Linked DNA regions of Zea mays: region 2 is linked to region 1. The links are chromatin contacts, called in public Hi-C maps. All regions are on one chromosome and are shown on one strand. Each heading gives the region's core, a stretch centred on a gene start, on an enhancer-like site or on the middle of the called end of the contact. The rest is flanking DNA. Distances are from core to core; before and after follow the strand shown.

What was found. A called contact is a pair of places that touch in the nucleus more often than the background predicts.
Region 2: a Hi-C map of ear shows a contact between it and region 1, with 2.0 times the contacts expected there. The contact joins the enhancer-like site here to the promoter of LOC541955 in region 1. A contact is called at or near these places in 2 of 25 Hi-C or Micro-C datasets (ear and endosperm).

The regions. Positions count from the first base shown.
Region 1 is chr1:49,254,945-49,261,636 of Zm-B73-REFERENCE-NAM-5.0, reverse strand. It overlaps LOC541955 (enhancer of zeste 3), which reads left to right and starts at 1,748. Exons shown (of 17, transcript NM_001111609.1): 1 at 1,748-1,851; 2 at 1,942-2,055; 3 at 2,171-2,502; 4 at 3,009-3,170; 5 at 3,599-3,683; 6 at 3,805-3,942; 7 at 4,062-4,109; 8 at 4,185-4,256; 9 at 5,687-6,339; 10 at 6,470-6,620. The coding sequence starts at 1,804. It overlaps TRNAK-UUU (transfer RNA lysine (anticodon UUU)), which reads right to left and starts at 1,351; the gene lies at 1,279-1,351.
Region 2 is chr1:49,631,936-49,638,792 of Zm-B73-REFERENCE-NAM-5.0, reverse strand. LOC111828497 reads left to right here. Exons shown (of 9, transcript NM_001360189.1): 9 at 1-583. The coding sequence ends at 310. Among protein-coding and RNA genes, the nearest start is that of LOC111828497, 32 kb to the left of the region's middle. Within about 2 kb of position 1,887, at least 18 of the 20 cell types and tissues checked have an H3K27ac peak or open chromatin away from gene starts, as enhancers often do. A contact at or near this core is called in ear and endosperm, where this site is marked.

The sequences.
Region 1 (6,692 bases), core at 499-2,998:
TATTTTCCAAAATCCACTCGAAGCTCGGGGGCTACACCCATTGGGTGCACCTCCGGTGCACCCAATGAAGTCCAGGGTCCTACAATAAGAAATGCCGACCTCTAAGGCACAAGCATGAAACAAGGCTCCAGTTTACGAGTGATCTAAGCAGAAGGAGACGGTGAAAAATCATTTTTACCGGACTGCTTGGAAAGCATCTCCTATCATAAACAAAGACCGCAAGCTAGACCTAGGATCTTTGGGCTGATTATTTTAAAATCAGCCCGAAGATCGGGGGCTTGTGGGGGACAGATATCCCCCGGGTTCACTGGAAGGATAAAAGACCTCACGAAAGGCCCAAGGGCCCAATAAATCGTAAGGTCACTCTTTCATGGGCCTGGGGAGGAGCGACCAGAGAAGCAGATCGACATAAGGCCGGGTTAGTGCAAGCCCGGATGGCCCCACAACGCTGAGCAAACGACCGCAACAGAAGATCCGACTTTCCCGCGCTAGAGCCCCGTACGACGTAACCAGGCGAGGATAAGTCGGCAGAATCATAGGAAGATAGACAAAAACGGTTCACTATCTTTTAGGTGCATATCCACATGTATTGCCTCACGGTCGAATATATAAGGCCTAGGGGGCACCCCTTCAGAACGATGAACCCCCATTACTATTCAACCATCCACTTCAACTCTCTACGCTTTAGAGAGCAATCTTGTAACCCATACGCAAAGCATACTCACCAGGACGTAGGGTATTACGCATCTCCAAGCGACCCGAACCTGTAAACATTGTCCATTGTTCCTCGTGCATCAGGCACGAACCATTTAGCTACAGTCGGCGACACCGTCCTACTCCTAAAACACCTTGAGGGGCAACCCCCGGGTGTGCGGTCGGACCCAAAACACCGACATAGTCCGTATTCTTGAAAATGTCATCTCAGTTCTCGAAACACGCTTCTTTTTTTAAAAAAATCTTTTGCTTGTGGTTAGTGTATATTACTTTTATCATTCTATAATTAGTTTATATATTTTAAATTCGTTTGATCTCACTAAACTCTAGTTTTACTCATAGCTGTGCGTCTGCGCTTACTACAAGTCTACAGCCTGCAGGTAGAGCGATGTGACCATATATTGGTTCGCAAGCTGCATGGGCCAAGATTTGTATAATGACGATTTCAAAAGCAAAAAGAAAATCTAGATGAGAAATAAATCTGGACAGACAAATCAGCGGCAACAACGAAAAAAATCTGGACAATAAAAAAACAAATCAGTGACAAAGACAAAAAATATTGAACACTCACAGTAGGGCTCGAACCCACAACCTTAAGGTTAAAAACCTTACGCTCTACCAACTGAGCTAGACAAGCTTTGTGGTTACACATTCAAGCTCAGCGTCATAGATCTTGGCGCCGAGCTCGGTGCCACGTCGGCGTCGCGTCAGCTGGTGGACGACAGCGCGACGGGTAGCTCGACGTCAAGATCTATGGCGCCGAGATGTGTAAACTCGGCGCCATAGCTCATGGCGCCGAGAAATGGGTCCAAAATTGCATTTAAGTTTTGTGGGGTCTAATTGGAAAATTTTGACAAAAAAGGACTCAAAAACAAAAAAATCGGGAAACGGCCAGCTAGGCCCGTCCTTTTGATCCTCCCTACTTGTCACCGACACGTACACAGAGCCAGCGTCGCCCCCACTTTTACTGCGACACAGAGCTGGACAGAACAGAGAGGAGTCTTTCGTAGCGGAGTGTGGAGACTGGAGAGTGGAGACGGAAGCCAAGCCTCCAAGGGGGCCGTCGCAGAACTCGCGCCACCGCCCGCCATGGCTTCGTCATCTAAGGCCTCCGACTCCTCCTCCCAACGATCCAAGGTGCAACCCAGGTTCACCGGCCGATCTCCCCAACCTGATTGGTTTCGATTCTCTTCCGCTTCATGTTTCCCTGTCTTCTGTGCCCTGCAGCGGTCGGATCAAGGGACGGGCAGGGAAGCCGCTCCCGCCTCTGTTGTCCCGATCCACGGGAACCTGACGCAGTTGATACGCCAAATCAAATCGAGGCGCCTCTTGTACATCAAGGTGAGCGACCGCGCCCGGCCCGATCATGTCACTGAAATTCCGGGGGAGTAGAGCGTCGGGTTTAGTTTCCTCAATCGGATGTGACGGTGGGTTGGGTATTTGGCTCTCTTTGCAGGAGAAATTGGAGGCGAACAGGAAGACGCTGCAGAGGCACTCCTGCGCGCTGTTCGACGTGGCAGCGGCGGCGGAGGTGGCGTCGAGGGGCAGCGATGGCGGCAACGCTTTGTCGCAGCGAGCGGCGGAGGGACAGTTCAGGCTCGCTGGGTCAGACCTGGCACACGGGATAGGGGAGAGGGACGTGGTGTACATGCAGGAGGAGAACCTGGCGTCCGGGACGCTCGTGCTCTCCAGCTCGGGCGCTGCCGCGCAGCGGACAGTCGTGCGGTTCGTGAAGCTGCCGTTGGTTGAGAGGATCCCTCCGTACACCACTTGGATCTTCCTGGACAAGTATGGTTTTGTTGCCTACATCCCTCCTCCTTCTGATTACGTCTTATTATGACGCGTCACATTTTTTGTTGGAGTTCATGACCTCATGTGCCAAATTAATCTTAGCGTGAGGTTATGGGCTGTATAATCGACAATGCATGTGCTTATATGATATGCTCCCAAACCAATGCAGGAGTACTTTAGTCATATGATAAAATATAAAACTTTTGGGGGAAAACAGCAAATTTCCATACCCTTTACTGTGGGAACTCTATCAGCATCTTTGATATTCATTTTATATCTTCATTACCATCACACATCTGACACTTTAGATATTTGTATTCTTCTATTCATATGTTTTCCAAATGGGATGACCAAGGACACTATTTTGTGATATTCATGGTCACTCTTAAGGGAGATTGGATTGTAGTTGTGTGCATGCAACATTGTTGATATAAAATCTTAGAATAACTATCGCATCCTTTTTCTTTTTGATATTTTACTATCTTTTAAATAACACAGCGCAGAAATCAAAGAATGGCTGATGATCAGTCAGTTGTTGGTAGGAGAAGAATTTACTATGATCCAATCGGAAACGAGGCTCTGATCTGCAGTGACAGCGATGAAGAAATTCCAGAACCAGAGGAAGAGAAACACTTTTTCACAGAGGGAGAAGATCAATTGATATGGTAAGATCCTCATTAAAAATGGCATGGTAAATGAAATTAGAAAAAATATTTCAATATTCAAACAGGTTCTAAGCTCCCCCCCCCCCCCCCCCCCCCCCAAATGTAATATCAAGGCAAAATCCATGTATCAGAACCAGGCCGCTACATTCGCTGAAAGAAACCAGATATGTGGTGCTGAGGAAATTGGTTGCATGGCCTGCTTGATATGCCAAATTCCACCTGTTTGTTGCCTTGAGCATTATACATTCCCTGTAGGGCTATGCACTATGCAGTATAGTCTACTGAAAGTGGTTCAAGACAAGCTTTACTGTACAGTTCCCATGTTGTCTAAACATGGAATTTAGCTAATTTGCACACTGGAATAAGAAATTGACCTTTATTTTTCTATATGAATTCATGTTTATTTGATTTTTATGTAACTTCTACAGGAGAGCTACTCAAGAGCATGGGTTAAACCGAGAGGTTGTTAATGTCCTCTGCCAGTTTATTGATTCAACTCCATCAGAAATTGAGGTTGTTTACCTTTTTAATAAGATTTTAAGTTAGTGAAGTGACTTGTATACCATAAATGTTAACTGTCCCTATAAGATTCCCAAAATTTGATAGTGACTCTGCTTTTTCCTTAAAATGACAGGAAAGATCTGAAGTCCTATTTGAGAAAAATGAGAAAAACTCTGGATCTTCAGATAAGATAGAGAGGCAACTTTCTCTTGACAAAACTATGGATGCCGTTCTGGATTCTTTTGATAATCTCTTCTGCCGCAGATGCTTGGTATAGTTCCACTTCTGCCATTCTGTTGCTTTTATTTCCTGTTTTCAAGGCTGTGTTTTGCCGATTGGTTCAACTAAACTTTCAAGGTTGAGATTTACCTGGGACATTTGTTCACTCAGGTTTTTGATTGTCGCCTCCATGGTTGCTCACAGAATTTGGTATTCCCAGTAAGTAACAGTTCACTTGCATTTGAAATTTCTATTCTTTCCCTGCTAAGTAAATGAAAATATTTTGTTTGGCAGAGTGAGAAGCAACCCTACAGCTTTGAGCCTGATGAAAACAAGAAGCCATGTGGTCGTCAGTGCTACCTTCGAGTATGTCTCCTCATGAATGAAATTTACTACCATATTGGCTACTCCACTTCTAAATACTTGTTGTTTTAGCCTATTTCACTATCCTTCATCATCAACATAGCCTTTTAGTCCCAAGCAAGTTGGGGTAGGTTAGAGTTGAAACCCAACAAGATGTCACCAAAAGGGGAAAGAAAGAGAAAGGGGAGGGAAAAGCTTTTGAGAGCACAGAGCACTAAAAGGAAAAAAGGCCTAATCACGATTGGGACACGTGGATAGCTTCTTTCCAAGCACTTCTATCCAAACACAACTCCATTGTGATATTCCATTCCTTTAAGTTCCTTTTAATTGCCTCCCCCATGTCAAATTTGGTCGACCTCCATCTCTCTTCACATTATTGTCCCATCTTATGATGTCTCTATGCACCGGTAGCCTATTTCACAATCCATAAGAAACCTTTTTCCTACAACTTCTACATTATTTTGACCTATTTTTTCAGTGGCACCCTTATTATTTTTGACCAAGTTTAACCATGCTTATAAGAAAGAAAATATGTTTACAATGTCTGAAACTTGCTGGGGACACCAGCAAAGAAAGCATGATAAAACCACTAATAGCAGCAAATTGCTAAGAAATATATACATGCTTATATACGCATAAGCTTTATAAAAGGTTACCAAGAGTGTTACATCAAGATGATACAAAGTTTTGGTACAAACTTCTGGCCTCTGCCTAATGCACATAGCCAACCTAAAGGACTAAAAAAGAAACACAGCACCGTCCCAAAGCTAGCGGCAATCCGAACACTAGAGCGCCACCCATGCGCCCAGGAAAAAAAGCCGTGGCCGGAAATGAGATTAGTGATCTAGAATTTCATTACTGCAAGTGATGAGCACTGCTCTACTATCCTACTTTATGGAGCGGATGACGATGACAACGAGCAACAGTACATGTGAAATGGAGGGCCATTGGAATGGAGGGGTGGCATATTGGATGGAGCAGCTATGCTGTTGAATGCAGCATAGATGGCCACTACGTGTCAAGATGTGGTGGTGGTGAGGGGGCAGGTGCAGTGGCCACCTAGGGTTTCACAGAGGCAAGCAGAGCAAGGTGAACCGACGCAAGTTGGGGAGCGAGTGAACGGGGTGTGGTATCCGTTAGTGGTATTGCAAGTATATAACTAAAACTTATTATGGCATAATGCTACGCTCATGGCACATGGTTTACCAGGACAATTGGACCCAGAACCCATGGTTGATGTTAGCCAGAAAGCAGGCACACATCTCCACCTATTTTTTTTTCTAAGGAATAGAAATGCTTTAAATTGACTGAAGTGCCTAATACCTTTTCAACTATTTAGTGCATTTATCCCATTGAGTTTGTATATTTCTATAAAGATTCTTGGCAATTACCTGATTGTGTGCCAGGGCTAACTTAAATTTTAGTTTCCACAGTGGAGAGAAGGATTTCAAGAGATTCATGATGTTGGTCTTAGTGGCTGTGCAACATATAATATGGAATCAGGAACTGTCTCACACAAAGTTGATGTTAGTATTATGTCTGAATCAGAAGATTCAAACCGTGAGAAAGGCAACATTAGGTCCATGACACTAGTTGGAACCAGTGGATCAAAAATAATTTCTTCTGTTAGTGCTGAAGAAAGCACTACTCCGCCTTCAGCAGATACCTCTGAAACAGAGAATGCATCCTCTGATATGCCTCCCAGTAGTTTAAGGAAATACAAGATTTCAAAACGTGGACCTAGGTACAGGGAGCGTTCTCCTGGCAAAAGGCAGAAGGTTTTTACTTATGACATTTCTTTTGCAAGCAATATACTGAATAAACTTTCGATTCCGGAGATTCGCGACACAAGACTAGAGTCTAGAGAACCTGGAGGTGATAAACTACAAATTCTTGACGAGTCCACTAAGAAAACTTCAAGCAAAGATATCTGTGGAGAAAGCCCAATTACTACTACTGAAAATGTGGGAAGAGAGAGTAAAAAAGTATCTTCAACAAAGAATTTCTTGGAGCACACTCTTTCATGTTGGAGTGCCTTAGAGCGAGATCTATACTTGAAGGGCATAGAGATATTTGGAAAGAACAGGTAATTATATGTTATATGTAACTAAACACTTCATTTTATTATATTTTTAGTTTCCCTAGGCTTGTTGAAAAAAGGAGTTCCATCATTAGTTTAATTTGATGATTTGATCCTTTGTGTGCATCGGTCACAGCTGTCTCATTGCCAGAAACTTACTATCTGGTATGAAGACCTGCATGGAAGTGGCCAACTACATGTATAACAATGGTGCAGCAATGGCGAAGAGACCTCTCTTGAATAAATCCATCTCAGGCGACTTTGCAGAAACTGAACAAGACTACATGGTATGCACTTCCTTGTCCTGTTGGCTTGTGTGATTTACCTTATCATTTGGTATTCAATCAGATCAGAACAGT
Region 2 (6,857 bases), core at 638-3,137, 380 kb before region 1:
AAATGTTGTACTGAAATCAGTTATTGAAACAAGTTCAGCAGAGCAGTTACAGGTGAATAATGCAACGTCGAAGGATGCTACCTGCAACAACAGAGCTACAAGAGAATCTGATGAGAAACACATTCTTGAGGTAATGGAAAAGATGCAAAAAAGGAGGGAAAGGTTCAAAGAGGCTATTGCACCAAAAAAAGAAGTCGGTGACAAGAAAGACCTATCGGCTTTAGCATGCAGTACAGATTTCATCCAGAATCAACGGCCTGCTAGGAAACGGCGGTGGGGTGGTAATTGTTGGATGCTGGAAATGCCTTGAGAGTTTGTCCGTGATGGTTTCTTCAACAAGGTGTTCTGCTTATGTTGCTCAAAACATTTTACTGTTATGTTTACTTATTCTGATGGCTGGGTTGGGGAAACAAAATATAGAAAGCATATTCTTCAGGCACTTTTATAGATATAGTATCTTGCATAGTTTAAGAGTAAAAAGGTTCGACTTCAAATGTAACGTGTTTGTGGGGTTCTTTCAAACCACTGGAGATGATTTACTATCCCCTAAGATGAGATTTAAATGGTTTCCTTTCTGCAGGCTGCTAAATGTTTCTCTGTGTTTATGTATTCAAGTTTATCTCTTCATACTCTGAATGCCATCATCTCCAGAGTTCTTTTTATTATTATGCAGCAATTGTGTTTTTCCCCGATTAAGGTGAGTTCATTGTAAAATGCAGATCGTATGCTCTGGGGCTGCCTTTTGCATTTTTGTTTGTCTGATTGTGTTTATATGCTTCTGCCTCTACACTGCTTCCATAGTTCCGTGTTTGTTGATTTGAAGACTGTTGGCTAGATAGGCTCCCTTTAACTAGATGATTTGTTGTCTTCCTATGTAGAAAGGCTTCATTCGTAACTTTCCCATGTTCTTGATTCATATGGGATTTCAATTAAGGGCAGTTTAATTCAATGTTTTCTTATCCTTATGTCTTGAGAATTATGCTTTGTAATATGGCCTTGACCAAATTTACGCAAAGAACTGTAGATATTATGTGACACTAGATAAGTATATTTAGATTCAGCGTTAAATATATTTTTTCACAATATACCAGTTGTAAATATTTATACTCTTTTTTATGAACAAAAGTAGAATTGCATTATTTTATTCTGGACGAATAGAGTATTCTATGGCCCTCTTTGGCACAACTGCTGCTTGTTGAAAAAACAGCTTATCTGATTCTGCTTGTTGGCTGCTTTTAGTGTATTCTGAGAAGCAGCTGAACTGATAAGCTGCTGCAGAAGCTACCTGTTTGGTAGAACTTCTGCTTAAATTTATGAAGAAGCTGAAAATAAGTTGTGCCAAACAGGGCCTATATCTAATCTACGCTGTTGCTTTTTTTTGTCAACGGAAAGACTCGTGATTATCCGCTCGTTTTTTTTAGTTGCGTGTTTGCAGTATGGTTTTATTGCTACCCTACCGATATCTTCAGCCAGTCACATACAAGTTGCAGTCTGCAGTTAGTTGTTGCCTTACCCACTCTGTCAGGCTAATATATCTGTCTGAGTCAGAGAGAAGAACGGACATTTGCCCTCTCGTCAGAAGGCGAACACGCGAGCAGCTCCATTGCCAAGAGAATTTGGAGAACGCTGAGACGACACGATCGTGCCCACTGCCCACGAGAGGAGTTGCCGCCTGTCAAAGGCTGGAAGCGGGGACTTGTGGGGAAGATGGGAAGCCGCCTTCAACTCCTGCAGACAGAATAACAGAAATATCGAACGACGTACACACTCCAGCTCCGACACCGTCATCCGTCAAGTCGTCAACTGACAGTGCACTCGGCGGTGGTTCGAACGCCGAACCGACGTGGCGCGCTGACGACCTCCAACCGTGCCCTCATCCCAGCCTCCCGCTTCCGTCCCTGCAAGGTCCAAGCCCGGTACGGCACCGCATCCGAGAGGGCAGACCCGTCAGTCCAGGCCCCTCGTCCTTCACTCCTCCTTCGCCTCTCAAAGGCGCGCCTCGCTCCACCATTCCCACTGGCGATTTGCAACAGACAAGCTCCACTAGAGCTCGGCCGGCATCCATGGCGATGCGGCTCCTGTCCCCGTCCACGCCGCCCCCACGCTTCCCGAGCCCCGGCCAGAAGGCACCCGCCTCCATCTCCGCATCGTCTTCCTCGTACTTCTCTGTCCGCTTGCGCCGCGCGCGCGCGGCGGCTGCAGCGGCTGCAGGCGCGGCCGCGGCGGGCGGGTCCGACCGGCGCAGCGGACGCTTCGAGGGGGAGGCGATGAGCGGGGCATTCGACAGGGGCCTCGCGGAGATCGCGAGGAAGGTGCCGCTCTTTGAGCCCACAGCGGACGGGGAGCTCGCCGCTGCGGCTGGCGAGCGGCCGTTGCCTATCAATCTCGAGCTCTGGCTCTACCGCGTCAAAGTGCACACCAGAAAGTTCGAGTTCCCTGAAGCAGAAAAACTTCTGGACAAGGTGAGCACGTAGAGAGAGAGAGACAAGGCTATACCATTACGCATTTACGCTTTAGGAGTCCATACACGTGGAGAAGGTTTCTCTACCTAGCGCATCAAGGCGACATGAATGAAACTATTAAATGTGTGTCGTGTGCTCGAACCGAGTACTTTTGGGTTCCGAGCTGATGGATCTGATGCTCTGTTTCAATTCTTAAATCTGAACTAGTGTATCTCATTCTGGCCTGAAGACGGACGTCCTTATGTGGCGCTGGGGAAGCTGTATAGCAAGCAGTCAAGGTATGACAAAGCTAGAGCGGTGTACGAAAGGGGGTGCCAAGCAACGCAAGGCGAAAACCCATACATTTGGCAGGTTTGCACATGATCAGTTCATATGCTCCATTTTGTGGAGTACTACCATATGCAAGATGTTTTTTCTCTCTCGAACACCTAGGCTAGGAGAGGAAAAAGTACCCGGAACTATTTACATTAATCTACTCTATCCCCTAAAAACTATAAAACTAGGTATTCTGAGGAAGTGCCTCTGATCATTAGGCGTCGGTCATGCTACATTATTGTCTTGACCAGTTTACACATATAACCCTTGGAACAGTGTAATTAACTAGTGGTTTCATGTGTCTTGGTGTTTTTACGAATAACCTCCTAAAACTCTTAGATGATCTCAATCCAGCCCAAGCCTGGTAATTTACAGATTTAACCCTGTAGTTTTAACCTTTCACGAACACTATTTACCGTAAAAGCCTGACATGTGTGTCCTACATGTGCCAGAGAGGCAAAGCCACCCATTGAAAGCACCTAGGAGTCAGATTAAACAATTTGATTAGGTAAGGAGGTAGAATACTTTGTAGGTTAGGGGATGAAATAGACCAACAACAACAATTTAGGCCTAGTTTGAGTACTCTAGTATTGACCTCAATCCACTTGTATTGAGGTAGATTGGGGTGTAACTTAAACTAATTTACACCACAATCCACCTCAGCACATGTAGATTGAGGTCAATACTAGAGTACCCAAACAAAGCCTTAGGGGGTTATATAGACTTCCCTGCAGGAGTATCATTATATCAGAATAAGAAAAGGGGGTCAAAACCCATGTAAAACACCCACCCACCAACTAAACTTATTGAGGCAGAAGGGTGAGGAGATAGGAAACACCTCAAACCCTGGCCAAGCTCCAGACCCTCATCTTCTCCATAGCAGGAGATACAACACCCTCTAAGTAGGGAGAAGCACCATGGAAGGCAACAGTTGTGATGAGTCCAGCTAGCCCACACCCCCAAGATGATGAGCGAATTTAAACTGGCAGGTAGGATATTACAAATAAGTAATCTTAATACACAAACACCTTATGTCTGGTTTGGGAACTCTGCAACTATAATTTTGTTATTGAAGGGATGCGAGTCAGCATTATTCTAATTGTATGATTATGTTGTTTTGCATTTAATCCAACAACTGGCAGTTTGGGCATTTGGGCTTCAGTTCAGTAATTGCATTCCTTGCATGTCAGCTGCTTGTATGCTTTTGTTCCAAATAGATGGAGACCATAGGCTATTTCATGATACATCACACACACTATTTTGCTTGTAGGAACAATGGTGGATCTCCCTGTTGTAGCTTTTCTTTAACTTTTTCAATATCGAAAGAGACAGAAACATCATATCAAGATTGCATTGTTAACTTTTACTGACATCTGAAAACAAAATAAAAAAAAACTCGGCCGGGGAGGGAAAGACCGTCCTCCCGGTATTATATTAAGAAGAGATCGAAACATGGCCCCGGCCAAGAAAATCTCCGAACTCTGGCCCTCCATCACTAGTGGGCCGTCACCGCCCCACTCTACAATGGCCTAGCCGGAGGGTGGCACGTAGGACATAACCCGGAAGCGTGCAGGGTACAACGAGAGGATTTTTTTTAACCGAGCCCAAAATTCGCCCCCGAGGGGGATTGAACCTAGGACCTAGAGGTGCTATTCGGAAGCCTTAACCATTACGCTAGAGGTCCTTTCGCTCTGATAACATAATCATTCGGGCCATCTAAAGAAATCATTTGATCCTTATACTGAATTATATATAACATAATGAAATTATTACACAGACCTTAGTAACCAGGAACGTGGACAAGTTCCATGTTCCCGGTTTCTAAGATCTAGATTGATGAAGTCAGGGCAATTTGTGCCTTTACAACCATAACTATTTCTGTTCCATGCTTGATGCGCCTATAATTCAGTCATTTAAGGATAAATCCAACAAAGCATGTGATCGTGTATGAATTTGTTGTTTTCTTTGCTAAGCAGTGCTGGGCAGTCCTAGAAAGCAAGGGTGGAAATATTCGAAGGGCACGCGAGCTATTTGATGCCGCTACTGTGGCTGATGCAAAGCATATTGCTGCTTGGCACGGGTGGGCAATTTTAGAAATAAAGCAAGGAAACATAAAAAAGGCACGGAACCTACTTGGGAAAGCCCTGAAATATTGTGGAGGAAATGAGTATATTTACCAAACTCTTGCTTTGCTTGAAGCTAAAGCAGAGCGCTTTGAACAGGCACGGACTTTGTTCGAGCAAGCCAGTCAATCCAATCCAAAAAGTTGTGCAAGCTGGCTAGTAAGTATTTGCTTCATAATTATTCATTTTATCTGCACAAAAAGAAACTGCAGAGTTGCCTTTTCTATTAAACTGTCATTTATGTACGACAACTTTCTAGTAGGCTTGGGCTCAGGTAGAAATGCGTGCAGGAAACAATACCATGGCAAGAAAGCTCTTTGAGGTAATAAATTGTGTTCCCTTTCTAGGATAATTATTGCTGGCATTAATGATTTTGTAAATTCCAAAATATATCTGAGGGTCTCCTCATGTTCATGTGTCAGTTGAAGTGCATGGCATTACTGTGGGTTCAGTTTTTGTTTGTCTAAATTTTTCATAGAAGATCTGTCTAGTCTCTACCCTTATTAATATAAGGCTTGATATTCGTTTGCTCAAGTTATTCTGCCCTGTTGTTTTGACGTTCTATATTAACATGTGAATGCGATGGTTTGTCACATATGAAATTCCTCTGAAATTTTCAAATGTGTGGTGTATAACTTTAATTTTCTACTGCAGAAAGCTGTCCAGGCTAGTCCTAAAAACCGATTTTCATGGCATGTATGGGCACTATTTGAGGCAAATGAAGGTAACATTGACAGGGCAAGGAAGTTGCTTAAGATTGGACATGCTGTAAATCCTAGGGACCCTGTAATTCTACAGTCACTCGCGCTACTGGAATACAACTTTTCATCTGCGAATGTTGCTCGTGTGTTATTCAGAAAAGCGTCTCAGATTGATCCAAGACATCAGCCAGTTTGGATAGTAAGAACTTTCTGCACTCGCCTTCCTTATTTGACTATAAATTCCACGTTGTTTCCTTTTGAAAAATGTTTGCGCGAACATTTATTCCCTATAGGATTTTCTGCATGAATGGACAATTACTTTAAGTTTCTGATGTTGCATCTTGCACTTCTTACTACTAGAAGACATGTTTCTTTTTGGGGAAACTTTTTAGCATTAGAGTCATAATTTACAAGTGTTGTGGTTGTTTACATTCCCAGTGCAAATGACTGCACACAGTCCAATAATTTGGGGAGTGATTAGGTTAAGTGAATGGCAAATTAGCAATATTTTTTGTTTTTTTGTTGTTGTTGAAACTTTGAAATTGTATTCACGTAAGATCCCCAGCAATAAACTGTAAGAACAAAAAAAATCAGTAGAAAGCCTTAGATTGCCAACTAACTGCAGTTGATATACACAAGTAAAAGTTTTAAGATTCCTGAAAAGATTAGAAACGCTTTGTGTAATTATATATGTATTGTTGTATTCGTTGTGGGAAACCCTAACCCCTGAGTGAGGTTGGGAAATGTATTAATAGACTCGGTAGTTGGGTCAGGCCCATTACAGAAGGGGCGAGAGGGTAATTACACGGGAAACACCCAAAACCCTAACAGGTACTCTAACACCACCCCCCGCAGTCGCAACTCTATCATGTACATATGTTGAGACTGGACCGAAAGTCTAGGAATACACTTGACGACAGCCCCTTGGTGATGATGTCGGCGAACTGCAGCGTTGTGGGGACGCTGAGGGCCCGAACATCACCTGCAACGACACGCTCCCGGACGAAGTGCAGGTCGACCTCCACATGCTTCGTGCGATGAAATTGCACGGGATTGTTTGAAAGGTAGACAGCATTGACGTTGTCGCAGTAGGCGAGGGTGGCGCGCTGAAGGGGGCTGTGGAGCTCGTGGAGGAACTGACACATCCAGGAGGCCTCTGTCATGTCGTTGCCCACAGTGCAGTACTCGGCCTCTGCGCTAGAGCGGGAGACGACGGGCTACCGCTTGGTGGCTCAGGAGATGAGGTTGGCGCCTAG